4 separate regions of the Sus scrofa genome follow, and regions 2, 3 and 4 are each linked to region 1. The links are chromatin contacts, called in public Hi-C and promoter capture Hi-C maps. All regions are on one chromosome and are shown on one strand. Each heading gives the region's core, a stretch centred on a gene start, on an enhancer-like site or on the middle of the called end of the contact. The rest is flanking DNA. Distances are from core to core; before and after follow the strand shown.

The links. Promoter capture Hi-C pulls out the DNA fragments that hold promoters and counts their contacts. Hi-C and Micro-C count contacts between places; a contact is called where the count stands out from the background.
Region 2: a contact with region 1 is called in a promoter capture Hi-C map of liver, with 4 times the contacts expected there. The contact joins the promoter of COL23A1 here to the promoter of RMND5B in region 1. A contact is called at or near these places in 1 of 5 promoter capture datasets (liver) and 1 of 47 Hi-C or Micro-C datasets (embryonic fibroblasts).
Region 3: a Hi-C map of epiblast stem cells shows a contact between it and region 1, with 1.6 times the contacts expected there. The contact joins the promoter of PFN3 here to the promoter of RMND5B in region 1. A contact is called at or near these places in 3 of 47 Hi-C or Micro-C datasets (embryonic fibroblasts, epiblast stem cells and liver).
Region 4: a promoter capture Hi-C map of fetal liver shows a contact between it and region 1, with 2.5 times the contacts expected there. The contact joins the promoter of GRK6 here to the promoter of RMND5B in region 1. A contact is called at or near these places in 1 of 5 promoter capture datasets (fetal liver) and 1 of 47 Hi-C or Micro-C datasets (liver).

Annotation. Positions count from the first base shown.
Region 1 is chr2:80,243,665-80,250,688 of Sscrofa11.1, forward strand. RMND5B (required for meiotic nuclear division 5 homolog B (S. cerevisiae)) reads right to left here and starts at 3,400. Exons shown (of 11, transcript NM_001243800.1): 1 at 3,336-3,400; 2 at 3,040-3,159.
Region 2 is chr2:79,762,798-79,769,821 of Sscrofa11.1, forward strand. It overlaps COL23A1 (collagen alpha-1(XXIII) chain), which reads left to right and starts at 3,463. Exons shown (of 27, transcript XM_021084365.1): 1 at 3,463-3,836. The coding sequence starts at 3,552.
Region 3 is chr2:80,541,570-80,548,593 of Sscrofa11.1, forward strand. PFN3 (profilin-3) reads left to right here and starts at 3,926. Exons shown (of 1, transcript XM_013992193.2): 1 at 3,926-4,955. The coding sequence starts at 4,495. The coding sequence ends at 4,908. It overlaps F12 (coagulation factor XII), which reads left to right. Exons shown (of 14, transcript NM_214242.1): 5 at 1-12; 6 at 146-277; 7 at 415-519; 8 at 672-837; 9 at 945-1,159; 10 at 1,263-1,494; 11 at 1,766-1,902; 12 at 1,997-2,146; 13 at 2,692-2,840; 14 at 2,931-3,257. The coding sequence ends at 3,098. SLC34A1 (solute carrier family 34 member 1) reads right to left here. Exons shown (of 13, transcript NM_001044623.1): 13 at 6,665-7,024.
Region 4 is chr2:80,522,944-80,529,967 of Sscrofa11.1, forward strand. It overlaps GRK6 (G protein-coupled receptor kinase 6), which reads right to left and starts at 4,265. Exons shown (of 17, transcript XR_002341730.1): 1 at 4,054-4,265; 2 at 301-396. It also overlaps a transcript of F12 not described here.

The DNA.
Region 1 (7,024 bases), core at 2,150-4,649:
AGAAAATGAAACTGGGAAAAATTAAATAAATTGCCCAAGGTCACGTAGCTGGAAAGTATAGGTCCTGGAACCAAAGCTGGGCATCTGGCTCTGGGCTCCAGAGCCCTTCACTTCTCTGAAGCACTTCACTTCACAGTCCAATCTGGACCAGCTTAACAGGCCACCATCTCACCAGGAAAGGAAAGCAGCCAATATCTGTGATTGGAATGAGTATACAGCAATGATTAATGATGACAAGAAACAGGAAGGCAACCACAGGGCCTGTGAGATGATCAACTAGGAAAGAGGGCCGTACAAAAGAATGTTTACCAAGAGTGTCTGGAAACCAGAATCACCATCTACCACAAATAAACACAGCTCAGGAAAGGTTAGGACCCCACTGAGGAAAATAGTCTGGCCCTGTCAGACATCAACTAATGCCAGGATCATTAAAGAGAAGCCCAAGCCAGCACCTTGAAATTATACTAAAGCTAGGAAGATGATGGGTATAAGAATTTTCATCACGGGGTCGTGGCAGGGAGTAGGAAACAACCTAGGGGCCCCATCACTGGAGGAAACCATAAGTCAAGGAAGTAAAATGTGGGGGATGCATCTATGGAAACCTGAGTAGCACTAAGAAATCAGGTTCCAGGAGTTCCCATCGTGGCGCAGTGGTTAACGAATCCGACTAGGTACCACGAGGTTGCGGGTTCGATCCCTGCCCTTGCTCAGTGGGTTAACGATACAGTGTTGCCGTGAGCTGTGGTATAGGCTGCAGACGTGGCTCGGATCCAGCGTTGCTGTGGCTCTGGCGTAGGCCGGTGGCTGCAGCTCCAATTTGACCCCTAGCCTGGGAACCTCCATATGCCATGGGAGCGGCCCAAGAAATAGCAAAAAAAGACAAAAAAAAAAAAAAAAAAAAGAAAGAAGGAAAGAAATCAGGTTCCAGATATACTCACAGCAACATCAAAAAGATCCCAAAACATAGTACTGAAGGGAAAAAAAAGAAACAAAATGAAGCCCAGGCAGAATACCATTTATAGAGATTAAAAATATATGCATACAACCAAGGACACAAGCAAAAAAAAGGATATATGCTGAACACATCAGAGTGGTTTGCTACAGTGCAGGGAGAAGGGAGGAATGCGGGTAAAAGAGAATAAGTAAATAAATGCAAAGGAGAAAAAGGCCCTGCAGGGACCAGTTAAATGTATCGTGAACTGAGAAGTGTGATTACCTCAATAAAAAAAAATTGTAAATAAAATAAACAAGATGGGAAAGCAGAACTGCTTGCAGTTATTTCACCTGAAAAGATTAAGAGGCCAATTCAGAGTGTCCAAGGTGAAGCATTCTGCCTTAATCAGTCAGTCATCTTCACCAGGCACAAGGATAGAGGAGTGTATGAGTTTGTCTTCAGGATTAATCCAGGGAAGTTCAATTCCACTGTCCTAAGCCCACCTCCCTAAGGTTTCACTTGGACAGAAATCACCTACCAGGGTGACCCTTCCAAAACAACACATCAGATCCCATCACCACATACAAGCCCTTTGCAACTGCACTTTCACTTCCTTCGCACAAGCTGTTCAGAGCGCCCTCAACACTTTCCTGCACGGAGAACACAAGATGCAGTTTTATCATCAGCTCCTCAACGAATCTCCCTGCCTCCTCTTCTGCTTCACAAACAAAACCTTTGTTGAGGGTGTCCATTCCACACACATCTGAGTTCCCAGCACTGCAGCATGCCTACTCGCTCGTCCACCTCCCCACACTAGACTGCTCAGGGCTGGAATCCAATCTCATCCTCTCTCCCTTCAGTGCCCTGGTCCACAATGGGTGCATCCACTTCCTAACTAGGGGGCCTGAGCTCAAACCTGCCAGGGTTAGGCAGGAAGAAATATTAAAATCCCCACCAAGGCAGGCATATGGGTTTTGTCTCCAGTGTTCAGTATCCTAAAACAAGAGGGCCCTTTCTGGTGCCAGGGAGGAAGAAGGGAAATGTGCACACATTACAGAAAGGTCCCCGTTGTCTGACACTGAACTGAACAGCCTCTGCTGGCCCAACCCTTCATCTTTTGCACCCCCACCTTTATCCATTTTCACCCTACACATCACTCCTCTGTTTAAAACCCAATAGATTCCCACTGTACTTAGAATAAAAACCCTTCTTTTTTTCTTTTTTGGCCACGCCCAAGGCATGCAGAAGTTCCCAGGCCAGGGATTGAATCTGCACCAGTGACAACACTGGATCCTTAAACCACTGAGCCACCAAGGAACTCCACCACCCTTTTTATGCCCAAAATCTCTCTCTCTGCTCCTACCATTCTCCCCCTCAATGGCCATATTCCAACCACACTAGCCTTCCTTCCATTTCTTTTCTTTGTCTTTTTGCCTTTTTTAGGGCCGCATCCGTGGCATATGGAGGTTCCCAGGCTAGGGGTCTAATTGGAGCTGTAGCCACCAGCCACAGCCACGCGGGATCCGAGCTGCGTCTTCGACCCACACCATCGCTCATGGCAACGCCGGATCCTTAACCCACTGAGCAAGGCCAGGGATCGAACCCACAACCTCATGGTTCCTAGTCGGATTCGTTAACCACTGCGCCACGACGGGAACTCCTTCCTTCTATTTCTTGAACATCAGTTTATGTCTACCTCAGAGCTTTTGCACTGGCTGTTCCCTCTGCCTGGAACACTCTACTCCCAGATCTTCCTGTGGCTAGTTCCTTATCAGAGTCTCAAACGCAAACGTCATTTCTCCAGAGACGCTCTCCTAGACCACAGTATCTAATGCTGCCCCCTCTGCCCCACCCCACACCTGTCGCTCTATCAATTCACCCTGTTCCTTATTCTCATTGCACACCTTTTTTTTTTTTTTTTTTTGTCACATTTTTTGTCATTAACCAAAACTGGAGCGAGGTAAAAGCCCACCGTTTTTCTGGACGTCAGCCACCACTGGGAGTTTCACCTGCGTGAACATGCAAATTGCTGGCAAACTCCTACTCATCCTTCAAAAGACCTTAGTCGAATGCCCTGCCTGGCTCCCACGTCCGTAACGGGTTACCTCCGACCCCGCCGGGTCGCACTAGATTGGGACGTCTGAGTTCGAGCGACTCCCCCAGCAAGGGTGGCTCCTCGAAGGTTCTGAGTTTGTGAGGGTCCAACTCCCAGCCTGGGCCGACGTCTGTGGAGAAAACAAGGGCAAAGAGGACTGGTCGGGGGGCTTATTCGCGGGGCTTCAGAGAAGACCCGGAGGCTGGGAGTCTAGCGAAACACGGGCCCCCAGCGCCCGAGTCCGTGGTCCCGGCGCGCCCTGCCCTCTAGTCGCACCTCCCCTCCCGGAAGCTCGCGGCCTCTCACCTGGTCCCGCAGCCTTGGCCCTGGCTTCCGGCGCCGAGCCGCTGCCATCGGAACCGGAAGCTACTGGCCGTTGCTCCGCAGCTCCGGACTCGCCCACTCGCGGCTTCAAGGAGGGGTGGCCAAGCCTCCCCCTCCCGCGTGCCAAGGTTGGAGTCGCCCGCAGGATCCCCGCGGCAGCTGGCTGCCTCACCTCCCGAAGTCGGGACGCTGCGCAGGTGCTCCCCTGGGCCCTCGGGGCCGCCGGCAGAGCCCCGAACCTTCCCTTCAGCGGGAAGGAATCCGAGCGACCCACTTGCTGGCCAGCGGGTGTGCGCACTGCGGCGCCTCGTTCAGAAGTCTTAAACCAGAAATGACTGTGCCTCCCCCCCCTCCCCGCCCTCCAACTTCGTTTAAAATAAAGACATTTGAGAACTATGTCTAGATACTCATATTGCAATAGAACAAAGGGTGGGGGGGAAAATGTGTACATGTAAGAGTAACTTGATCCCCATGCTGTACAGCAGGAAAAAATAAAATATAAAAAAATAAATTAAAGACAGTACTGAACAACACAATGCCTGTAAGCGATCCAACGGTTAGGCTTTCCCGCGACAGCGCCTTGATTCTCTTTTTGAAATATCAAATGATGTTTAAAAGAAAAGTTCCTCTTTTCTGCCCTATCCCTGCTGCTCCTCTAAGCCCGGACTTAATACTCTGGGCGTTCAACAGAATTAAATTCTACTGTGAGAGACCGACCCCCTGCTCTGCTGCCCTCCATCGGTCGCCCTCCTTTTGGAGTTGGGGGGGAGACGGGTTGCACAATTGCCCTAAGGAGGGAGAAATAAGGATTGGGAAGGAGGAGAGAGGAAGCAGTGATCCCAAACGCAGGCCAAGACTGAATTCCCCCTCCCAGGTCCCCTTCCTCTGCAGGGAAAAGGCAGAGAAGTTTCCCACCTCCTCCTCAGACTTAAGGGACTTGGACTAGAAAGAGCGCAAGAGAAAAGACTCGGTCTCATTTTCCATAACTTCCTGCTCTCTTTTAGACCAGATTCATTCCAGGGCATTTTACCCTCTAACCCTCCACGCCTCCTCCCCACTCCCATAAAACACGCTTGCACAATCTTGGTTTGTTTTCTCTATAGCACTTGCACAATCCAGTCCTGTTTTCTTTATAACATTTAACTTTAAATTATCTTGAGCGTATATTTGCTTATTCTTGTTCTTCCTGCCCCTAACACCCCACCCCCCTACACACACACACACACACACACACACCCTCTTTTAGGATAAAAGCTCCATCCAGGCCAGGACTTTCTAATCATCGCTGTTATATCTCCAACATTCTCCAACATATGTGCTTGGAACACAGTAGGTGTGCAGAAATAGTCTGAAGTGACCAGTATCCTCCACTTATGAATGAGGAAACTGCGGCTCCAAAACCTGACGAAACACGCAATGAAGAGGGCGGTGCACAGCACCTCCTGGAGCCCGCGTGAGCGTCGCAGCATCCTGGAGAGGCGGGTCTGCTCTGCACGGTGAGCCTGGGTGGTCCTGGCCCAGGCTAGAGTCGTGGGGGCGGAAGGCTGAGTGAATCTTGCCTGGGGCCACGAGTCCGAGGCTGAGACTGCTGAGGCTGCGTCCAAGCCAGCAGGACCTCACAACCCTCCGCGAACGCCTCAGGCTTCACCACTTCCTCTGGGAGAGCCCTGGCCTGCCTCTCAGCCACAACGGGTGAGAACCAGAACTTAGAAGCCCAGCTCACACATCAGGCTTTTTCACCTCTGTGTCATTTTTCCCCCAGTATGTGGCTCCTCTTACATCGTGCTTTGGTTACTTTTCAGGGTGCACGTTTTCTGATTTGTCAGTATTTCCTTGTTGGAATTGGGTGACTTGGGGTTTTGGGGGGTTTTGTTTTTTCCATTTTATGGCCACACTGGCAGCATATGGAAATTCTCAGGCCAGGGATTGAATCTGAGCCACAGCTGCGATCTAGGTGCAGCTGCAGCAACAGGGGATTCTCTAACCTACTCTCCCCCCACCCCTCCCCGAGTCAGGAGGGGATGGCACCACCTCCCTGTTACACAAGTCTCTGCAGGCTGATTCTTCCACTGCAACACAGAGGGAACTCCTCGTTGGGTTTTGTTGGAGTGTGGCTGCTTCAGAGCAGAAAAACAGCTATTCTCCACTAACTCAATAATTGTCTGTTTTATCTTTTACTAGTTTCCTAAGATTCCATTTTTTAAATTTAAGAAGGAGTTTCCTGGTGGTCTAGTAGTTAAAGGATCTGGCATTGTCCCTGCTCTGGTGAGGGTTCTGTCCCTGGTTTGAGAACTTCCACATGACCCAGAGGTGGCCAAAAGACAATAATAATTCCGCGTACATGTCCATTTTGTTTTTCAGAGGATGGTGCTAAGTGTGACTTATCTTTTTCCCACATTTTTGTCCAGTTATCCCAAAACTGCTTATTAAAGAATCTTTCCTTACCCTCTCATTTTGAAGCAGCCCATTTTCATAATAAGATTTCTATGGAATGAAATCTATTTCCAGCTCTTCATTTTTTTCCTGAGGTAGTTTTACTTTTACACCAATGTTGTATTGTTTTACTCACTACTTTGTAATAGGTCCTAAGATAGGATTAAGCACCGCTCACAAAAAGGGCAAAAAAGAAAAACACAAGATTGCAGAGAAAGCAGATCACTGGTTGCCTGAGGGTGGGGTAGAAAGGATGACTGCAGAGGGAATGGGGGGGTGATGATGGAACTATTCTATATCTTGAGGGTAGGATTGGTTGTACAATTCTCTGCACTGTAAAAGCAGTGAGTTTTCCTGTATGTAAATTATGCATTTAAAATGGCAAGGGGGAGTTCCCATTGCAGTGCAGCGGAAACAAATCCGACTAGTATCCGAGGGGACATGGGTTCGATCCCTGGCCTCACTCAGTGGGTTAAGGATCTGGCATTGCAGTGAGCTGTGGTGTAGGTTGCAGACGTGGCTTGGATCCCAAGTTGCTGTGGCTGTAGTGTAGGCAGGTGGCTACAGCTCTGATTCAACCCCTAGCCAGGGAACCTTCATATACATGCAGGTGCCACCCTAAAAAGACAAAAAAAAAAAAAAAAAAAAAAAGCAAGGGGGGAGTTTTGGCATCAGCAGCATCTCTGTTGCACCAAGACACAGGTTCGATCCTTGGCCTAGCACAGTAGGTTAAAGGATCTGTAGGTAGCAACAGCAGCTCAGATCTGATCCATGGCCCGGGAACTCCATATGCAGTGGGGCGGCCAAAAAATTAAAAAAAAAAAAAAATTAAACAGCCTGAAATTAAAAAAAAAAAAAATTTACAAGGGGCAGGGAGGCCAGTACACAAAAGGCACACTAGAGAAAGAAAGAAAGAAAGAAAGAAAGAAAGAAAGAAAGAAAGAAAGAAAGAAAGAAAGAAAGAAAAGAAGGAAAGGAGAAAGAAGGAAGGAAGGGAGAAAGAAAAAGAGGAAAAAAGAAAAGAAAAAAAAAGATTTTTGACAAAAAAGACAAGTCGTGAAGTGCTCTCCTGAAAATATAGCCTTCTTTGCCTCCCAGTGTGCATCCAAAAAGGCCAGGCTAGGAAAAGATGAACCTTCCCCTGATAGCTGGTGGGATGTGGGTAATGGCAGATGGTGCAGGTCCTGCCTTCTGCAGAAACTGGAAGCCTCAAGGCTCAGCCCTCGGAGCTCAAATTG
Region 2 (7,024 bases), core at 2,213-4,712, 480 kb before region 1:
TCCTTGTAAATCTATTCTAAGTTGTGTCTGATAAGCCCTCTAATAAAATATTTTATAATGCCTCTTTTATCTTGAAGAGTCTGAGCCCTTGACAATCATCAGGCTGGGTTGCTGCACTTACTCTTCCTGCTGATGACAGTCAGTTACCTGCCAAAATGAACGAATGTAACCCCCTTGAGAACTAGGACTTCTGAACCTTCAGGGCCCAGATTTTTCTTTTTCTTTTCTTTTTTTTTTTTTTTTTTTTGGCTTTTCAGGGCTGCACCTGAGGTATATGGAGGTCCCCAGACTATGGGTCTGAACATAGCATCTGAGCCATGTCTGCGACCTACACCACAGCTCACGGCAATGCCAGATCCTTAACCCATTGAGCAAGGTCAGGGATCGAACCTTCATCCTCATGGATGCTAGTCAGATTTGTTAACTGCTGAGCCATGACGGGAACTCCGTGGCCCCAGGTTTGTGAGGACAGCAAGCACAAAATCCCCCAGTGAGTCATGGGTGAGTGGTGCTAAACGGGGCTATTCTTGCTTCTACCCCTTGGCTCCTGAACCCAGGTGTTATTGGAAACAGAGCACATGTAGAAGTCCCTCATTTGATGCATATTCCAAATCCTGAAAGATGGCATTGCAGTCTTTTGAATACTGCCTTCTGAGGTCTGCATTGGTCCTTGACCTGTTCTGCAAAAGGCAGTGCCAGTATTCTGTGAGGCTGGCTGCTGCAGGACGTAGTACAGTCAGTGAATTCCATGGTCATGGGCTCACTCCCACACTGCCTTTGCTATAAAGTGGGTTCCCTGGTTGAACGTTGTACAGGGCTCCATACCTGTGGACTGGGGAGTCTGTATGGAGAGTGGCGCTGGCTGAGGCCCTGCAGACAGGGAAGACAAGCCCATACCTAGAACAGCCATCTACCCCTGTTGGGAACAAATTGCCAACTTTCCTGGGATGAAAGGAGTCCAAAGCAGTCGATTTGCTACCAAGTAGTCAATTGGTCACCCTGAGGATTAGTGCCTGTCGCTAGCAGGTTAGGCCATTCAGAGGCAGCAGTAACTAGACTAACCTTGAGAAATGCTATATGCATGTTAGGGAATGCAGCAGGCTTCTTCTTCACCCTACCCCATCCCCTACAGATCGCTCCACCCTTCTGACCCTGCTCTCTCCTCTTTGCACTGCATCATCTGGGCTCTCTTGTCCTGTGGGTTTGGTCAGTGGGAGGTCCAGCAGATCAGAGAGCAGAAGGAGAGAAAGATTATCCCTTAGCTCTCTACTTTCCAAGGCATGGTTTTGCAGAAATGGTGCTCCTGTTGGACCTTTGTACAGCATCCAGCATTCACAGGGTTCCCACAACAGTTCCTTTTCTCCCCTTCAGCTGGAGGTAGTGATGGCCTCACTCTGCTGATACCCCAGAGTGTGTCTTCAACATCCCTGCTTGCTTCCTGTAATCTGCTCCCCACCCCCACCACATGAAGAATTTGTACATTCAGACAGGCTGTCTTCCATCTGAAGATGCCATCTATTTCCTCCAGGACCCCAGCTGACAGAGTATTTTCTTCCTTGCCTTTTAAAATGAGTTGTAGATAGTAAACATATTTTCACCTTCCCTTAATTCACTTGACAAATGTTTGCCAGATCCTCTACTGTTCTTTGAGAAAACAGTGGTGAACAAGACAAAGGGGATAATAGAGAGATAACTTCAAACGGTGATAAATGATCCCCTGAGTAATCCTTCTGAGGACTGTGAATGAAGTCTCCTTAGATTGAACAATATGGGAGGGTTTTGCAGTGACACTGAGGTTTAAGGACCTGAGGACCTTGACTTGAAGGAGGAGCTTGCTGTTCAAATATCTGAGAGTGGGATATTTCAGATAGTGAGGCAGTAGCCAAGGGCAAAGGCCAAAGGGACCAATGAGCTTGGCTTGATTCATATACAGAAGCTTCTGAATCCAGTGAACAATGGATACAGGTGATGGACAAACTGACCTATGTGTTTGTAGCAAGAGTGAAGTGACAACTTGTAGTACAGTGTTGACCTTTTTTCCAAGAAGACAGTCCAGTTTGCTGAGCAAGTACTTTGAGGGCTATTTATTGGGCATACACTCGATTTTAGCAGGACCTATCTCTGTGTAATAACCTAACTGTAGCCCCAATATACTTAAAGTCACAGCTACACAGTTGCTGAGGTGAGATGCCAACCACTCCTGTTTTATTTCAATCTCAGAAGTAATTTTCCCCTCTGAATTAAGAGAGTAAGGAAGAATATGTCAGCTGAAGGTCCTCAACAGTTTTACGAGATAAGTAATTCATCCACAGAGTCTAATAAAAAGATACTCAAAGAGGGAAGATACAACAGGTCTTTTTCTCAAAAGTAATTGTGTGTTTGCCCAAATTACAAAGATCCAGGCTAGGCTGTTGTTTTTATTTGAGTATTACTGGAGTTAGTGGAAGAGTTATGGGGGACCCATCTTAGGATATACCATGCCTGGTAGGAATTTGAGCCAGCAGAGAATGTGCCTGACTTCCAGCTTTGTCTTATTCCTTGAAAAAAACTGGGCCACTTGATTCCTCTTCAGGCTTTCCTACTTTAACCCTGTGGTGTACATTTGCATCAGAATAGCAATGTAGGTTAAATGTGGTGCGTACTGGATGATTACTTTGGGCCAAGTTGTGCTTCCACTACAGAATTAAGCCACCAGCTCAACAAAGTTGAAGTTTGTTCCCCCTATCTTTTCCATTTGTTAAAATCTCAAATAGAAGCCTTCTCTAGGTCAGGAACAAGGTCTTACAACGTCTGTTTCCAGCACCACGTGTCTGGCCACTAATAAGTGACGGGAGTATAAAAATTCTAAGGAGAATCTTTTCGTTTGGCGCAATTCAGACTCTGCGTCTCTAAGTGCTCAAGAGGTCGCTTTCCGCCACCAAGCGGCGCTAGGGCATCACCTAGGACGGATTAACTAAGTTTTCCACTGGGTTTGAAGTTTCGAACTTTTGAAAAAAAGTGTCAGAAAAGTTAATTCACAAGTTGAAGGAAATTTTCCGTACGCACGAAAGATGCCGCAGTCAGGGGTGGGCTGCAGAAGACGCTCTGAGTCAGTAAGCGCACCTCATACCTCTTGGGAGAGCACTTGGGACCCGGTCTGGGGAGTCGGCAGAGGTGCGCCCCCGGAGTAGGTGCCGCCTGGGGCCCGGGGCAGGTGAAGGCGGAGGGGCGCGTGGCGCGCGGGGTCCACAAGGCGCGCGCCGGGGGCTCGGAAGAGCCAGCTCTCTTCCCGCCCCCGCCCCTCGCCGCGCGGGGCCGGCCAGGCCGCTCCTCCCCTGGGTGGGTCTCGGCTCCTTTTCTGGCAGGGTCTATTTGCATAGAGGAAACTGCCCAAAGTGGCCGCTGTGGAGGAGCTGGCGGCTGGGAAGGGGGCGTGAGCCGCGGTCCGCTGCTGCCCGGAGACCAAGCCCAGCACCCAGCCGACCTCGTGCCTCGGGCTCTCCGCACGCTCAGCCCGCGATCCCCGCTCTGTGCACCTCCCCTTCCGAGCGCCCACGCGAGACGAGCACGCCATGGGTCCCGGCCAGCGCGCCGGCGGCGTGCGGAAGGGCGGCCCGGCGGGCGGCGGTGGCGCGGGGCGCCCCGCGACGGCAGCCGGGGCCTGGGCGGTGAGCGCGCTGTGCCTGCTGCTTTCCGCGGGCTCGGCGGCCGCCTGTCTGCTGCTGGGCGTCCAGGCGGCCGCGCTGCAGGGCCGGGTGGCGGCGCTCGAGGAGGAACGGGAGCTGCTGCGGCGCGCGGAGCCACCAGATGCCCTGCCTGCCTGGGTGGAGCCGCACCTGGAGCGCCTGCTGCGCGAGGTAAGGTGCCGCGCGTGGGGCGGGGAGTGTCTCTGCTCAGGGAGGCGTCTCACTGCGGCGGGGTCGCCCGCAGGCTGTGGGCGCGCTAGTGCGTCCGGACCATCTGCACGCGGGCAGCAGACCCGGGTGCCCGCCCCCAAGGGGTCCTGCTATCTGCGCTCCAGCCTCAGGGTCGGCCTGCGGGAAAATCGAGCTAGAAGGGCAGTCTCGGGGACCAGCAGGGGGAGGAAGAGGAAAGATTGTGGACTTTGAAATAACACATCAGGGCGGGGGCGGGGGGGGCAAGTCTCCGCGGGTGTGTGCGCTCTGACGGGTGGCTTCTAGTTAGCGTTGAGCGCCCGACTTCGTATCTGTGCCGGGAAAATGAAGAGGCTCTTGCGGGAAGTGTCAAGTGAGTTGTCACCAGGAGCAGCTCGTTTTCCCAAAGTAGATGAACCTGGAGAGGCGTGGGACCCCCAGCAGACCGGCGGCCACGGTGGAGGGAAACCTCAGTCATTCCCCAGGACAGAGGCCTCTGGAGGGACGTGGTCAATCTAGCTTGCCCGGTCTGCCTTCCCCGCCCGCAGGAAAGTGTTTTGGAATAGTTCCATCTTGGAGATGCTGTGCTCTGCCTGGGGCTGCTTGGGCTCAGCGCACCCCACGTGCATCCGAGACCTGTGTGTGTGTGTGTGTGGGGGGGTGTGTGCCATGTGTGTGTGGGGTGTGTGTGTGTGTGCCAATCTCACTTGGTAGAGTGGGAGGAAGAAAAAACAGTTGGAGCCCGAAAACCCAGATTCTGGTTCCAGTTGACGCCACCTGGGCAATCTGGACACAGCGGATCCTAAATTTCCCTGCATTTGCATTGGCAGACTCACTTCTGTTAAACTCGCTGCTGTGTGTCTTCAAACCAGGAACCCCTCACCCATCTTGTTCATCCAAACTCCACCTTTTGTGCACCGGGACTGCTCCCCATAGAACCGTGGTGATGGGCTGTGGAGCGCTTCTGGCTGTGCTGGCCTCCCTTGCCTGAGCCATCCTCTTCTTCCTGGGAAAGAGGGCTCCCCAAGATCCCAAGCATATTCCCCAAAGGGGCATCCTCAATTGTAGTATGAAAAGCACCGCAGTGTTTCAAAGTGGAGGAGAAAGAGGGCAGGCTGGTTACTACTTCTCCTGAATTGTACCCAGCTGTGATCTTTACTAGTGTGTTGAGCTGTGTGTCCACTGTTGAGTTAATTCCGATTCTTTGGGGGAACAGGAGGAGAGTGCATCATGCCTTCTTTTTCACCATACCTATTTTTTCGTCTCACTTTAATTTAAGCCAGTATTAAATCTCTTCTAGCTTGGTTTGGGGGAAAATTGCTGCTTCCTGGAATGATTTCCTACATTCTTCAGAAAAATGCCTGCAGACTTTCAGAAATGGCTCAGGAGCCCTGCTGGTGATGGCTTCTAATTACAGCCCATTATCTTTTTGGCAAATCCTTAGAGACTAGGGCATTGAATTGATTTATGGAGGACCAGTAAAATTTCTACCTGTTGGTGCTCTAACAGTGGCTGTTCTTTCAAGTAGGGGGCCCCCTCTTAGTAAAAATAAACGGTGAGCTTTGATTGGGTCAATGAGAAATCCCTGTCAAACCTTTTACAAGGCACTCGCAAATTGTGTCCTTTCTCTTGGGGTGAGGTGGGGTTCCTGGGAAAGCTGCCATTTCTTACAAGTGTGGATTCTCAAGTCTTGAACTGTGTGCAGATCACAGGAGAGACTGCAGGGGTTTCATCCTGCTTCCAAGGACTTACTGGGCAGAATATTCTTTTTCTCTCTGTCTCCCCATCTGCCCCCCTTCTCTCCTATTCATTAGAAAGGGCAAGGCAATTTTCAAATCCTAGGATTTCTACTTGAAATTCTCTAGGCTATTCAACAGGCTGCCATTAGTATAGGACACACCTCAGCACGTCGTGCTACCAGCTAACCAAGCTTGGGGTTGAGGAGTCTCAGCTTGGAGCGTCTGAGATGCCACACTGTGAATGTAGTTGGGGTTGAGCTTGTGGCTGTTTGGGTGTTCCCTGCGAGAAGGCATCTCTTTCCCAGGGTGCCCACCTGTCTGTTCCTGCTCCTAGCCCTTCTTCTCACAAAGGTCGCTGGCTGGGAAGTGTACACAGCCTGGCCGGTGACCCTGAGATGAGGGGATTGTAGGAGGAGCATAGTGGGGGGCTGGTAATTAGCTGTAAATAGATGTGAAGATCATTTTAAAAAATGATTTGAGATGAAGGGCAAATAAATAATGAACTGAAAATCTCTTAAAGAAAGAACATTTGTGCTTGAACATGTTTTTCAGTTCTAATTTGTTCTCGGTGACGCATTTTTTTCAGCCCGTGCTGAAGTAATTGTGTATATGAGGTCGCCTGCAGCTTGTTCTTTTACCAACAAGCTTGTTTTCAGAGTTTTGGAGGCAGAAACCACGTCCAAATTAAAGAAGAGAAATCCTTGCCAACCGTATACTACTTTAATGTTAGAAAAAATAAATAAAAAATTAGCCAACAAAAGCCACTGTTAATATGGGACCCACTGCCTTTGTTCCCTTGGGAACAGAACTGAAATAACTTCTTTGGGACTGGCTGATGTGCCTGATAACATAGATACAGAAGCTCCAAAAAAGGAATATTCATGATAACTCATGATTGTTAAAGAGCCTTCCCAGGGTGCAAAATAAAAGAAATGGTTTTCAGAACATGAAAGCAAGATTTTTGAGCAAGAGTCATTAACAATAGTATCTTCAGTATGACCCAAAAATATAAATGCCAAACAAGCATCTGATAGTATGCTTTTAAAGTACTTTAAGTATCCCGCCTTGGCAATCAACCCCCCCCCCCCCGTTAGTTATACCTGTAGGTACAGTATTACAAAAGCTGACATTTTAGCGTAAATAAAATAGCTGCCATGCTACAGTAAAAATTTTAATGCAAGGATTAAAGAAATATTTAGTTGTATTCAGAGGAAACTATTTCCAGCTTACAATGGATTTATTGTTGGCTATTGGTCTTCCATTGTCCAGACCAATCAGTCTGAAAACATGAAAAACCTAGAGACTTAGGGTAAAATTCAAGCCTTTTCCTCCCTACCAGCAGCTACATATATTAGTGAAGTTACCATAAAACCCAGAATCAAATGTAGCTTTTTTGGCCTCTGTGGCAGCTTGTCACTTGTCAGGACTGCT
Region 3 (7,024 bases), core at 2,676-5,175, 300 kb after region 1:
ACTGTCAGAAAGGTAAGGAGATGCTGAAGCTGGGGGCGCTGGGGAGCAGGGGTGGCCATGGGCCTACTGAAGAGGCCCAGTGGATTCCCAGAGGCTTGGCCTGGTCCAAAACCCTCCTGAGGCTAACCCATTGCTTTGTCACCAGAGAAGTGCTTCGAGCCCCAGTTCCTCCAGTTCTTTCAAGAGAATGAAATATGGCATAGGTTTGAGCCTGCTGGTGTGTCCAAGTGCCAGTGCAAAGGTCCTAAGGCCCAATGCAAGCCAGTGGCCAGCCAGGGTGAGTGGATTGGTGGGGAGATGGCCAGGGAGGAGGGAGGAAGGTGGGGAAGAGAAGCCAGGTGGAGTGCCAGTTTAAGAGGCAGCTCTCTGTGGGGCTTTGGGCCTAGGGGTGGGCCAACATGCACGTTCTCCCAGTCTGCAGCACCAACCCGTGTCTCAATGGGGGCAGCTGCCTGCAGACTGAGGGCCACCGCCTGTGTCGTTGCCCCACTGGCTATGCAGGACGCCTGTGTGACGTGGGTGAGTCAGGGTCTGGGAGAAGCAGAAGCCCCGCCCCACATGGGAAGGGCTTGTGGAGAGCGAGGAGGGAGACTGGAGGATTGGGTGAGAAGGCGGAAGGCGGCGGGAAACCAAACCATCACTTAGCTGCAGGGAGCCTTTACTCTCTCCAGACCTCAAGGAGAGGTGCTACAGTGACCGGGGGCTCAGCTACCGCGGCATGGCCCAGACTACGCTCTCGGGAGCACCCTGTCAGCCGTGGGCCTCGGAGGCCACCTACTGGAACATGACCGCAGAGCAAGCTCTGAACTGGGGACTGGGAGACCATGCCTTCTGCCGGTGGGCCGGGTGGAGCCGGGCTGGGCATCCCCCTCCGCCTCAGGGCCATTTGGGCTTCTCACGCTCTAACAGCGCCTCACACACCCCATCCCAAATTGTGGTCACAGGAACCCGGACAACGACACCCGCCCGTGGTGCTTCGTTTGGAGAGGCGACCAACTGAGCTGGCAATATTGCCGCCTGGCACGCTGCCAGGCTCCTATCGGGGAAGCGCCCCCAATCCTTACTCCGACCCAGAGCCCCTCCGAGCACCAGGACTCGCCCCTTCTCTCGCGGGAGCCTCAGCCCACGACCCAGACCCCGTCTCAAAACCTGACCTCAGGTAGTTGGGAAGGGTTAAGAAGTCGGCGCGGAGAGGGCGCAGGGCGAGCTACATTCCAACCGATGGTGGGTCTCCCTGTGCTCAGCCTATGTTCCTCCTACAGCCTGGTGCGCGCCGCCGGAGCAGCGTGGTCCTCTGCCCAGTGCGGGCCTGGTGGGCTGCGGACAGCGACTCCGCAAACGGCTGTCTTCTCTGAACCGCATCGTCGGGGGACTGGTGGCTCTCCCCGGGGCGCACCCCTACATCGCCGCGCTGTACTGGGGTCAAAATTTCTGCGCAGGCAGTCTCATCGCCCCCTGTTGGGTGCTGACCGCGGCTCACTGCCTGCAGAACCGGCGAGTGCCCACGCGCTCAGTTCCCGGCCCGGGATCCCTAGCGCGTCTCTCCTCTGTGCCAGCTTCCTTGCTACACATGCCCTACCTCCCCGCGTCCCTGCTCCACCTTTCCCTCTTCTCCCTTTCAGAGCTCCCCAGGAGGAAGCTGAAACCCCAGGAGGGGCTCCCCAGAAGGAAGCTGAAACGCAAGAAGGGGCTGGGAAGAAGGGGTTCCCGGAGGATGCTTGTGGCCCGCAATGAGCGCTCTTCCTTTTTCCAACCCTGCCCGCAGACCGGCGCCGGAGGAGCTGACTGTGGTGCTCGGCCAGGACCGCCATAATCAGAGTTGTGAGCAGTGCCAAACGCTGGCAGTGCGCTCCTACCGCCTGCACGAGTCCTACTCACCCAAGACCTACCAGCACGACCTGGGTGCGTGGGGGCGCCCCGCGGGGATCAGAGGAAGGGTGGGCAGGGCTCCGAAGTCCCAGCATCCCGGGCTCACCCTCCTCCCGGGCTGGGTTAGCTCTGGTACGCCTGAAGGAGACAGCGGACGGCTGCTGCGCACACCCGTCGCCTTTCGTTCAGCCGGTATGCCTGCCAAGAAGTGTCGCCAGCTCCGCCGAACCCGAAGGCGCGCTCTGCGAGGTGGCCGGCTGGGGCCATCAGTTCGAAGGTATTAGAACGGCTGGGTCGGGAGGGAGACTTCTGGCCACCAGAGTAGCCAAGGGAAGCCCGAGGGATTGGTACCACCAGGGACAGATGGGGCTGACCTGGTGGGTTGTTCAGGGCCGTCGTCTCTGCAGTCTTCTACAAAGGCTTGGTTCACTGTTGTGGGGGGGTCCAAATCGCTTGAAAAGTACCAGGAGAATCACACCATTTTCTCTAGGCAGTGGGCTGCAAGGGCTAATTAGGACTCCCGACCCGCGCTGGAGCAATGGGTGGGCAGGTTGGGGAGCAGGGTTTTGAGACACTGGATGGGAAGTAGGGGTGGGGTTCCAAAGCCACCCTGCTTCCACCTGATCCATTCACATCCCTGCTCCTCTCTGGCCTCAGTTTTCTCGTCTATGAAATGGTGTTAAAAGCAACTCCCTCCCTCTGGGGGTTTCTGCGGAAAGCAGGAGATTAGCAGGGATTAGAAGAGCCTGACACAGCCAGGTCCGTGGCCTGGACAGCGAGCGGAGTCGGGAGGGGTGTGAGGAAGGCGCCCTTGGTTTGCAGGGGCGGAGGAATATTCCAGTTTCCTGCAGGAGGCTCAGGTGCCGCTCATCAGTCCGGAGCGCTGCTCCGCCGCCGACGTGCACGGAGCCGCTTTCACTCCCGGCATGCTCTGCGCTGGTTTCCTCGAAGGCGGCACCGACGCGTGCCAGGTGAGCCCTCCGCCTGATTGGCGCCCTCCCCCAACCCGTGCAAGTCCAGACCCCAAGCCAAGGGCACTGAGCCGCGTGTCCTCGACCCAGGGTGACTCCGGTGGCCCTCTGGTGTGTGAAGACGAGACCGCAGAGCGCCAGCTCGTCCTGAGAGGCATCGTCAGTTGGGGTTCAGGTTGTGGCGACCGCCTCAAGCCCGGTGTGTACACGGACGTGGCCAACTACTTGGCCTGGATCCAGGAGCACACCACTTCCTGACCTCCCAGGGACTCGTCTTTCCCTCCTGGGCAGTTCTGGAATGGAAAGGTGGCTGGGGCGTGATTATGGACAGCAAGTATTGTGTTCTATTCCCCCCAGCGCTGCCAGCCCGGCTGGCTCCAGGAATGTCATACGCACTCAATAAAGTGCTTTTGAAGATGCTTGAAAGGCACAGCTAACTCTTCAGGGGCCCCTTTGGGAAATGCCAAGACTGTAAACCGATGCTCAACTTCTCCACACCCCCTCAGAGAACATGGAATCTTTTGACATCTTATACAAGATTTAGATTCATGTCCAGCTGACGTTTGCTGAGCCGCACTGTGTACCAAGCCCTATGCAGGGTGACTCCTTATACTAGTCTTTGTCTGAAACTCATATTTTAAGTTTGTCCAACAGGAGTTCTCAATCTCCACTGTACATCAAAATCACCTTGGGGAGCTTTTTGAACCTATGACCAACAGCCACTTCAAATCAATTAAATCAGTATCTCCAGGGATGGGGCTAGGAGGGTAACAGTATTTTAAAAACACTCCCCAGATGATTCTATTTGTGGAGAGGTTGAGAACCGTGGTTGGAAGTACTTAACATTAAAAGAGTTGTGTGGGGAATTCCCGTCGTGGTTCAGCTGAAAAGAATCTGACTAGTATCCATGAAGACGCAGGTTTGATCCCTAGCCTTGTTTAGTGGGTTAAGGATCCAGCGTTGCTGTGAGCTGTGGGGTGGTCCCTGAGGCAGCTTGGATCTGGTGTTGCTGTGGCTGTGGCATAGGCCGGCAGCTGTAGCTCCAATTCAACCCCTGGGAATCTCCGTATGTTGTGGGTGCGGCCCTAAAAAGCAGAAAGAAAAAAAAAAAAAAAAAAGGTTGCATGGACCCTTAAGGCTGACATCGTGGAAGACCATTAGGGCAGTGGGTCTCAAAGTACGGTTCCTGGACGGGCAGCAGCATCTCCAGGGAACTTGTTGGAAATGCATAATATCTGCTACATCTCACACTGCAGAATAAGAAACTCTTGAGTCGGGAGCCTAGCAATCTGACAGCTTTCCAGGAGATTCTAAGGCTCCTCATGTTTAGGAAACACGTTCTGGGGGCTGAAAGTTTACCAGGCCTAGAGGTCCGGCTGTTCAGACATGGCCCTGTTCTTTTTGTTCTTAAACTTGTGTGCTGTGCTCGATGGGCCATTTAATTTTTATTTTTGAGGATTTTTTTTTAAACGATTCGCTCCTTCGGGCTAACTTTAGAACGTCATCGGACATAGGATACCAACGCCACCCCACCCCCCACCCCATTCTCCATCGCCTTTATGTCAACGTCACAACCCCGCCCCTCAATACGTCATAGTAGCGGAGCAGTCCGGGAGGACAACCCGCGAAAGTCCACGGCGCACTCTGAGCCGGAATGGGCGACTGGAAAGGCTACATTAGTGCAGTGCTGCGGGACCAGCGCATCGACGACGTGGCCATCGTGGGCCACTCGGACAATCGCTGCGTGTGGGCATCGCGGCCCGGGGGCCTGCTGGCAGCCATCTCACCGCAGGAGGTGGGTGTGCTCATAGGGCCAGATCGGCGCACCTTCCTGCAGGCGGGCCTGAGCGTAGCGGGCCGCCGATGCTGCGTCATCCGCGACCACCTGCTGGCTGAGGGCGACTGCGTGCTGGACGCACGCACCAAAGGGTTGGACGGGCGCGCGGTCTGCGTGGGCCACACGCCGCGCGCGCTCCTAGTGCTTATGGGCCGGCGTGGCGTGCACGGAGGCATTCTCAACAAGACCATGCACGAGCTGATCCATGGGCTGCGCTCTCAGGGCACCTAGCAAGACTGCCAACCAGCCCCCAAATAAAGTCTGATCTGGGCGTGGCAGACCAGTCCTCCGATTGCGAGCGAGTGGCGGGGTGGGCGTGGGGTTGCAGATGAGGAAACCAGTTTATCAGAAGATCCTTGTAGAAGGATTACCTGGTGAAGTTGGAAGTTCACTCTTCCCAGTCTCCTGAGCCCTACACCAGGCCCTGCCACGAGTGCCCTGCCCCTGGCCTAACTCCTTAGGCCAGAGTCCAAGGGCCTTGGCACCTTCCCGGGGTACTAGGGACACCCAAGCTGAGGAAGGGGCGGCCTTCTCAAATCCTCTAGTTCAGTCTTGGGCATCCTTTCTTACAAAATTTTACACAAGTCTGTGCAGGACGAACCGTGAAGGAAGTCCCCACACACACACACACACCACTGCCCAGGCTGGAGGCCCTCATACTTCTCACCCTCTCCAGGTGACTAGAGGAAGAACTAGCAAGAGTTATGAGTGGGTGGCAGAGTGGGCCTAGTAGCTTGGAGAGCAGCTTTGGGGCTCCAAAGCCCTTGCATCTCTCCCCACATAATTCAAAGGGGCTGGAGGTGGGGAAGAGGGAGGCACACACTCCAGAACATCAGAGCTGAATCTGGGGCCCTACAGCCTTCCTGCTCCCTTGGGGGCCAAAGGCTCCAGAGATGTCCCTAGACAAGAGGGAGGAAGTTTAGCACCCCCTAGTCCTTGACCCTCCCCCTGCAGGCCTCAGCTCAGGGGGCTCTATAAAGGAGGAGGAGGAATTGGAAAACTTGAGTGGGTTTAAATGAGGCCTGGTTTATTGCCCAAAGGTAGAGGATCAAGGTGGGAGCGTGAGTAGCTGGTCTCTGCTCCACCGAGACCCAGAGCATGGCCTCTCTTGCCCATCTCCACCTCCCTGTCCCTTCCCCCAGTGGCCCTGACAAGCCCTCACCTGTCACTTGTTTTCTGGAGAACTGATTTTATCCCAGAAGGAGGCAGAGAGACAATGATGTGGGTGAGTGCAAAGGCAGATAGAGACTGGAGGAGGGCAGCTAGGTGGGGTTGAGGAATGGAGATGCAGAGAGCCTTCCTTATGCTTGGCCCTGTTGGGGGCTTCCTGGGAGTTTGAATTGTGGACTGGACTCATTAGGCAGGGCCAGGACGATTGCTGGGATGAGCTTACAGGCTGGCTCCTCCAGGACGTGGCAGACTATCTTTGGAAGGGGAGATAGTGCTGCTGAACCCCAAACCATTATCTCTCCTTCCCCCAGATGGAAATCAAAGACTTCTTTTTTTTTTTTTTTTTTTTTTGGTCTTTTTGTCTTTTTTGTTGTTGTTGTTGTTGCTATTTCTTTGGGCCGCTCCCACGGCATATGGAGGTTCCCAGGCTAGGGGTCGAATCGGAGCTGTAGCCACCGGCCTACGCCAGAGCCACAGCAACGCGGGATCCGAGCCGCGTCTGCAACCTACACCACAGCTCATGGCAACGCCGGATCGTTAACCCACTGAGCAAGGGCAGGGACCGAACCCGCAACCTCATGGTTCCTAGTCGGATTCGTTAACCACTGCGCCACGACGGGAACTCCTGGAAATCAAAGACTTCTAAGTGCACAGTGAGAGTTTGTGAGGGGGGCGTATTTTGGCCGAACCCAACAAATGTGGAAGTTCCTTAGGCCAGGGATCAAACTGGAGCCTCAGCAGTGACAACAGAATCCTTAACTACTAGGCCACCAGGGAACTCCCTCTTTTAGTTTTTTTTTTTTTTTTTTTTTTTTAATCAGGGAAGGGGAAGGGGGTTGTAGCAGTGATGCAGAAAACCTGGGGTAAAGGTGAGGAAAATAGCTTAATAGAGGAAGGAAGCTGGCAGGGAGGGGGTGAGAATTTAGGCAGTGACTCAGGCACCCATATCTATGCATGAGCAAACAGGTGCTGGTCACATCCTCAGACTCATGCTTACTCCCACCCAGCCCAGTCAGAGTTGTGCGTACACAGGACACAAGCGCAGGCCTCCAAATGCATGTGCAAAGTACTCAAAATCATACCCAGGTACCCTGCAGCTAGCACACAGCAGCCCCTCTGGGGGTGCATATGGGCAGGCTGACACACAGGCTCACCCCAACATGCCCACATGTACACG
Region 4 (7,024 bases), core at 3,015-5,514, 280 kb after region 1:
CCCTTCCGCTGCTTCCCGCAGATGGCCTCAAATCTGACCCCGTCCCACCCCCTCCAACACCTACCCCAACCGCCCCCTGCTGTCCTGTGTGCTCTCTGCCCTCCACCCATCCTAAGCCCAGGAACTGAAACTGGGTTGGGTGGTGCAGCCTCAGTCTCTCCGCTCCCCGAAACCCCTCAACCCGGTCCTCCACCCCAAAGCAAAGTCTCCAGGGGGGCTGCCCCGGCACCAGCAGGATCCTCTCACCTCTGCATGGCACTGCCCCCCTGCCCCACCCCCCAGTCTCTACTCAGGCCTCACCAAGGCTGAGCCGCAGCTCTTCACACTGGCTGATGTGGGGGAACTGCAACATCTGCCGCCATTTCTTGCTTTTGCCTTTGCGATTCCCGCCACCGCCTGTTGGAGTAAACAGCAAACGGATGCTGGGTCAGGCACTGGGTCTCAAGTCCTGCTATGGCCTCCCGGCCACCCTCAGTGCGGTCCAGAGGCCTTCAGGGCCTGACCTAGGCCAAACCCACTCTGGGAGGCACCTCAGGCCTTCCTTCCACATGCTCCAACATGTCCCCACTGGAGGACGCACATGGTCCCCTGGGCCTTCCTGCTAGGGGCTCCTGGGCTGGAAGAGCCAGGAGAGGCAATGGAGTCCAGGTGGCTGGGGGAGGGAGGGGTTCCAGGAAGCTCTGGCAAGCCTCAGCTGCTTCCTACCCGGTAGGACTTTCCCAGGTGGAGAAAGAGAAGGACAGGACAGTGGTGAGAACTGTGTAAGTCATGGCCCAGGAGGGAGATGTTCCAGGACATGGGATCATGCCTGAGAGATGCCAGGGGCAAAGGGCAGCTTGGGGCCCAGGGAGGCTCCAGGCCTCTATTCCAGGCCCTGCACCAGAGCTATCAGAGTCTCAAAGTGGCACCAGGAAGGCTGGCACTCAGGATGCCTACCCCTGCTTTCCTGGGTACCTGCCCCATTTTACCTAGCTGACCCCTCATTGTAGCTGTTGAGACCAGGGTAGCAGTGCAAATGCCTACAGAGCCAGAGCCAGGGTATGGTAAATGGGAGACAACAGGGAGGGGTAGGGCGTGTGGTGAACCAGACTCGGCTTGCGCTTCGAACAGGGGTAGCTGCAGCTGATTGCTTGACTGTTTCTAGGCAGGAATGCTGGCTCAGGGTGGCCAGCTCTTCTGACTTTCAAAATCAGTTGGGGGTCCAGGCTGTTATATGAAAGATTGGTTCCTGTATTTTAAAACCCACTGTAGCCAAATAAACACAACACATTAAAGAGCTAGCCAGCTGTGGCCTGTGGGTCATGGAGTTGAAAATGGTGGAAGGGGCCTGAGTCTTGAAATCTCACAGACCTGGGTTTGAACTTCCACTTTACACTTCAAGCCCATCGCTTGTCCTCTAGGGACCTCAATTTCTCCATGTGTACTTGAGGTCCAAAGCCATCTCCAGAGGTATTGTGAGGGTGACCGAGAGCCTATCCAGTATCCAGCAGAGCTGTGGCTAGAGGTGGGCCCCAGCTCTGAAACTCAAGGGCGACCTCAAGCCACCCCTTTCCCTTGCCTGGCCTCAGTTTCCCCTGTGGTTTCCCCAGCTTTGTTTCCATCTGGCCTGGCCGAAGGCACGTGGTGCAGGAGGAGGAGCCATCTTCTAGGGATAGGGCAAGGTTGTGTCCCCTGATGGGCTTTCTGACCTAAGCTGTCTGGAGGAGGAAGTCTTGCAGGGTACCCATTGGGAAACCTGCTAGCGGCTCTCCTGCAGCCCACACCCAGCATATGCCAGTCATTGCTCCACTGTAAGTGAGCAACAGACCCCCCACCCCCAATCCAGGGCAAGGCCTCCCCAGAAGGGGAACTCCGCCCCCACCCCCGCAGGTCCCTCACCCAACCCTCCATCCGCCTGCTACCCCCACCAGTTACTTCCTCCTCCCTCCTCCCAGCCACATCAAGGCAGCAGCAAAGAGTCACATGCAAATATCCTGTCCTGGAACTGCCACCAGAGTCAAGGGGGCTCCTCCCCACCCAGCCCGGTCCGCTCCCTGTTTCTCTGAGAGCCTGGGAAAGGAAGGGGGACCCCCAGTGCCACCCCACTTCATCCTCACAGCAACTCCGCCAGACCCGGCCCAATCTTATGAGAAAACAGGCCCTCAAATGAATCGATTTGTCCAAAGTCCCAAAGCCTGGAGGAGTCCAATCCAGCTCACTGGGACCACAACCAAAGCTCCTCTCCCACCACAAATGTGCAAGGCATCTCTCAGGTGTTCTCTGAATACATACAATCCCAAAACACTCGGAGCCTCAGATCACTTAGGAAGCTGGCAAAAGCCCGGCCCAAGCTGTTACCCAACTCACGAAGGGGTTCTGATGCACCTGGTCTATGGACCAGGATTCAGGACTCAGTGACAAGCGGGGCTTCCTTTAGTTTTCAGTTCCCATTCCCAACTCTTTCACAAAAAGAGTTACTGAAGTTCAGAGAGAAGAGACTTGTTTACAGCTACCCAGGTGGGAGGGGCAGAGCCAGTTCAGATATTCCAGCCAAGACACGGGTCCCAGTCTGGCCATAACCCACTGTGCATCACCCATGGCCTGTCAGAAAGTGCCCACACTCTCTGGCCAGGCAAAGCACTGCTCTCAGTAGGACTGAACTGACTACAGCCCTGGGGAGGGAGGTCTGGCCAGGCTTTCCCCACCCCTCCTCCCTGGCTGGCTGGATGACGAGGCAGAACAGAATCGGCAGATGCCCCCAGAGGCTGGGAGGAAGGCCTAGCCCCAGGACTCGATAAAGGACAGGAGATAAGGAAGGCTCTGGGCACTGAGGACCCAGCCTGCTGTGCCCATTTCCAGGCAGCACCTCCCCAGGGTCAACCTGCAATGGGCAGGCAGGGGGCACCAGATGCTGTGCCAGTTGGGGGTTCCTCTGGTTTTCCTACAGACTGTGCTGGGGACATCCTATGTCGTAGGCCTGGGTCAACCCGTCTCATTGCATCCTGGGGGCTAGTCCCTGAGCCGAGCCTGGGTTTCCCACTTGTAAAATAGATCAGAAAGGTGAAGCAGATGGCTCTTTCAGCCTGGAAGCCCATCAAAGAGTAGAAAAACTGCCCTGACCTCCCTGCCCTAGAGTTCCGAAAAGAAGTGTCTTCTCTGCTGGTCCCCAGCACCCTGGATAGGACAGGACATAGAGTAGGTGTTCAGTGATTACATTACTGAGGTGGTCAATGGCAGGTGAGGAGCAGACTGACCACAAGGCAATGGGGGCCAGTCTGGTCCTTCTGTGTCCCCAGGATCCTCATAGAGCAGGTGCCTGGTAACATCTGAAAAGCTCAGCAACACTAGGTTCACCCCGCCAGCTCCCTGTGCCAGGCCTTGCACTCAGTCCCACCAGCCCAGCATGCTCCCTTCCTTCAGAGCTCAGCTTCCAGTTATTTCTGTGCCCCTCTGCCCCACTAGTCTGGGCTTCCTGAAGGCAAAAACAGTGACCCATTCCCCTCTGTCCCCAGTGTCCTGAGGCACTGAGCAAGAGGACGTCTTGCTGGTAGTCTATGTGACCAGCTTTCCCCGCCTCGGGTGGGCTATGCTACTGCAGAGTCTTAGTTAATTCATTCTCCAAACCTTTTACCCGTGCACTAACTTTGTGCCGATCCAGGCTGGGCGCCGGAGTTTGGGCCCGGGGCACGTGGGGAAGGCTGCCCCTTCCTGGGGCATCTTCTTACCTCTCTCACCTGGGAGAGGCTTCCAGGACTGAGGTCCCACCCTTCCCTCTTCCTTCCTCTCTCCTTCCCTCACCCCCTCATACACACACGCACGCACACACACACACACACACACACACACACAAACGCGCGCACGCGCGCGCGCCGTGAGGGCGGCGGCCTGACCCCCGCCCTTTCCTGGGCTCCGGCTCCCTGGGGGCAGGTGCGGAGAAGGACCATGGGCCGGAAGGGCCCCTGTCTGAGCGAAATGCTGGGCGCGGAGAGAGCTGCCCTAGGGGATCGGGCGACTAGGGCGCCCAGCGGAACTCGGAGGCCGCGCGACCGCGTTCTCCGCACCCGATCGCCTCACCTTCCCGGGCCTTGAGTAGCACCGTGTTCGCTACAATGTTCTCGAGCTCCATGGGCTGCGGCGCCGCCGGGCCCGCCGGGCCGCGCCGCCGGCCGGGATCGCGCGAGGGAGCCGGGGCCGGATGACGATCGGCGCGGCGCGGCTCGGCTCGGCTCGCAGTGACCGCGCCGCGGCCTCCCGGGCCTCCCCGGCCGCCGCCGCCCGCCGCTCACTCTCCGCCCCCTCCCGGGGGCCACCCCGGCGCCGGCCAGGCCCGCCCCGGCCCGCCCACTGTTTACTTTACTTGGCCAATAACCGGGCGGGTGCTCCCCGCGCCGTCTTCCCATTAGACAACTTCTTCATCATCCCCCGCCCCCAGAGACAGGGATTCGTTCAAAGGAACAGGGGGGCGGGACTTAATACGTCACATCTTCCTAGTTGGTCTACGATGGGGTTCAGCCTCTATGTTCGAATTTCTGGGCCTTCGTAGGATACCGAACTGCCAATTAGGGACGAGCCCTCTGCTGGGACAACGGAGGTGGGTCCTCTGGGTCACGCCCTGGAATTCTTGTACTTGATTGGATGAAGGAAGCGTCGGTCAGCCTTAGCACTGCACTCTGATTGGGCTATTAGCTGTGGGTGTGGCCCGGGTCCCTTTGACTCGCCTTGGCTTTTCCAGGGTTTTTAGGGGATGCATTTAGTGTTCTGGGCCTCCTCCCGGCCGGCCTCCTGCAGGTTCGGGCCGTGTATCCGGCCGTATACTTTTGGGTCGGCCCATCTTGAAGGGCGCACATCGGAAGCGGGGAGAGGCCCAGAGAAGGCTGGGGGCCTCCCTAGCTGCTCCTCGGCCTCCGTCCGGGCCACCGCGGGCGCCCCCGCCCTACCCCCACAGCCGGATGTTGTGATTTCTCTCCACCCACAGGGCCTCGCCCTCCCTCGGCCTCTGCTGCCTTATAAGGCAGCTCTACCACCCCAAGACGTAGGGACGAGCTCACACCCATTGTACAGGTGGGGAGCTGAGGTCTAGTGGCTGGCTCTAGGCAGAAAAGTTGGGAGAAAATAAGGCCGAAATTTTACAGCTGATCAACACCTTCTAACTCAACATCCTACTCCCTCCACCCTCACTTCACACACCAGGAAATGGAGGCTTGCCCAAACTTGCTAGTAAGGCAGAGCCAGCTTCAACTAGGCTTCTCAGATCCCTATCCATTCATCATCCAAAAATACAGAGAACAGCACCTTGTGCCAGGCCCTGAGCCAGGTGCTGGGGAATACAGTAGTGCCAGTAAGATAGCCAGTCTCTCTGCCTACCTTCTAGGAGAGGGATAAAGATGATAATCCTATAAATAAACAAATAAGTGGGATGGTCTGAGGGAGTGGTAAGTGCTAATAAGACATCAAGACAAAATAGTGAGGAGAAATGATCTCAGGTTGACATTTGAATTGATTCAACCACGCAAAAATCTAGGGGAACAGTTTTAAGCACAGGCAACAGCAAGTGCAAAACCCTGAGCCTAGAGTAAGTTTGGTATGTTCAAGGAACAGGAAGAAGGCCTGTATAGTTTCAAGGCCCAATAGTCTGAGATGAGATGAAGGAGCAAGGATTCTAGGTAGATCCTGGAAGGCTTTGTAGATCAATGATGAGGAGTTTGTTGTTTTCCCTAAATAAAATGGGGAGCCTTAGGATGATTTATACTTTAAAAAGATCACTCTAGCTAATGGACTTTTAGAGGGGCCAGGAGTGGAAGCACAGGGAGCAGTTGGGAGAAGACAGAGTGCGGCGGCTTGGAAGAAGGTGGCAGTGGAGATGGAGAAAGTGCATGGATTTAGGATACTTTGGGAAATAAAGATAAGTACCTTGAAAAAGGGAAATCCAGTGGCCAGCAGGACAAAGGGCAGGTACTTCACCCAGTGAAGCCTGCTGTGTCCAAGTGAGATCTAAGTGTTGAGTGAGAATGTATAGGTTTCAGAGGTAACATGAGTGGAGCAGGAAAGAGCCACTGGATGCAAGTTCATATTCAAAATTCTGTAGAGGAAGTTAGTAAGGGCTCAAGCATTTGGTCAGAGCACTGAAGTAGAGTTTCAGGTGCAAGGTGGAATGCACTTGAGGGACAAGAAATGAGGCTCAGGCCTTGAAGAGGCCTGGATGAGGAAGGTCCTTGGAAGCTAGGTAAGGAGGAGGTTGGACTTCATTTTGAGGGTAGTGAGGAGCTGTCCAGGGTGTGTTAAACTAGGGACTAACTTCATCAGATTTGCTTATTCTGTGCCACACTGTGGAGGATGTGCTGGAGTGAGGGTGAAGGGTTGGGAGAGAGGGGCTTGGGCTGACTTATAAACACCTATTGCTTTGGTGCCCAGCTTCTAAGCACCCCTCCCCTTTGGGAGGAAACCTATAAAATGCAGAGGCATGCCCTGGTTTCCACTAGGGAAATCAGAGAGGAGGCAGAACTTATTCTCCAAGGTCCCTGGTAGCTGGAACATGTTTTCAATGCCTGCAAGCAGGTCTTTGAAATCCAAAGCAAGTGATTAACATAGAAGCATCAGAGGCCCATTTAGGGTTCATTAAGGTGGCAGTGGAAGAAGAAGGGGAGGTGGTCAAGCCAGGTCCTTTCTGGGGCCAGGGGATTCAGCAAGCGCCTAAGAACATCAAATCAATTCTTTGTCTGCCCAAGTTACCCAGAATTTTCTCCATTGTTTGGAGCCATGTGTCCTGAGTAAGAGAGGTGGGAGGTCCTTTGAAGAGGAAATATTAAAGAGAGGAATGATGCCCCATGCTGGGGCAGTGGCCAGGTTAGAGCTATCATGGAGCTGGGATGAATAAGACTTGGCGACTTATTTGGGGTGAGGAAGGGAAGGTATCACACATGACTCTCAGGTTCTGACTCTTCAGACCCATTCTCTGTCTATGGGCAAAGTGATCCTTTTTATTTATTTTTCTTTGCTTTTTAGGGCCGTGCCTGCAGCATACAGAGGTTCCCAGGCTAGGGGTTGA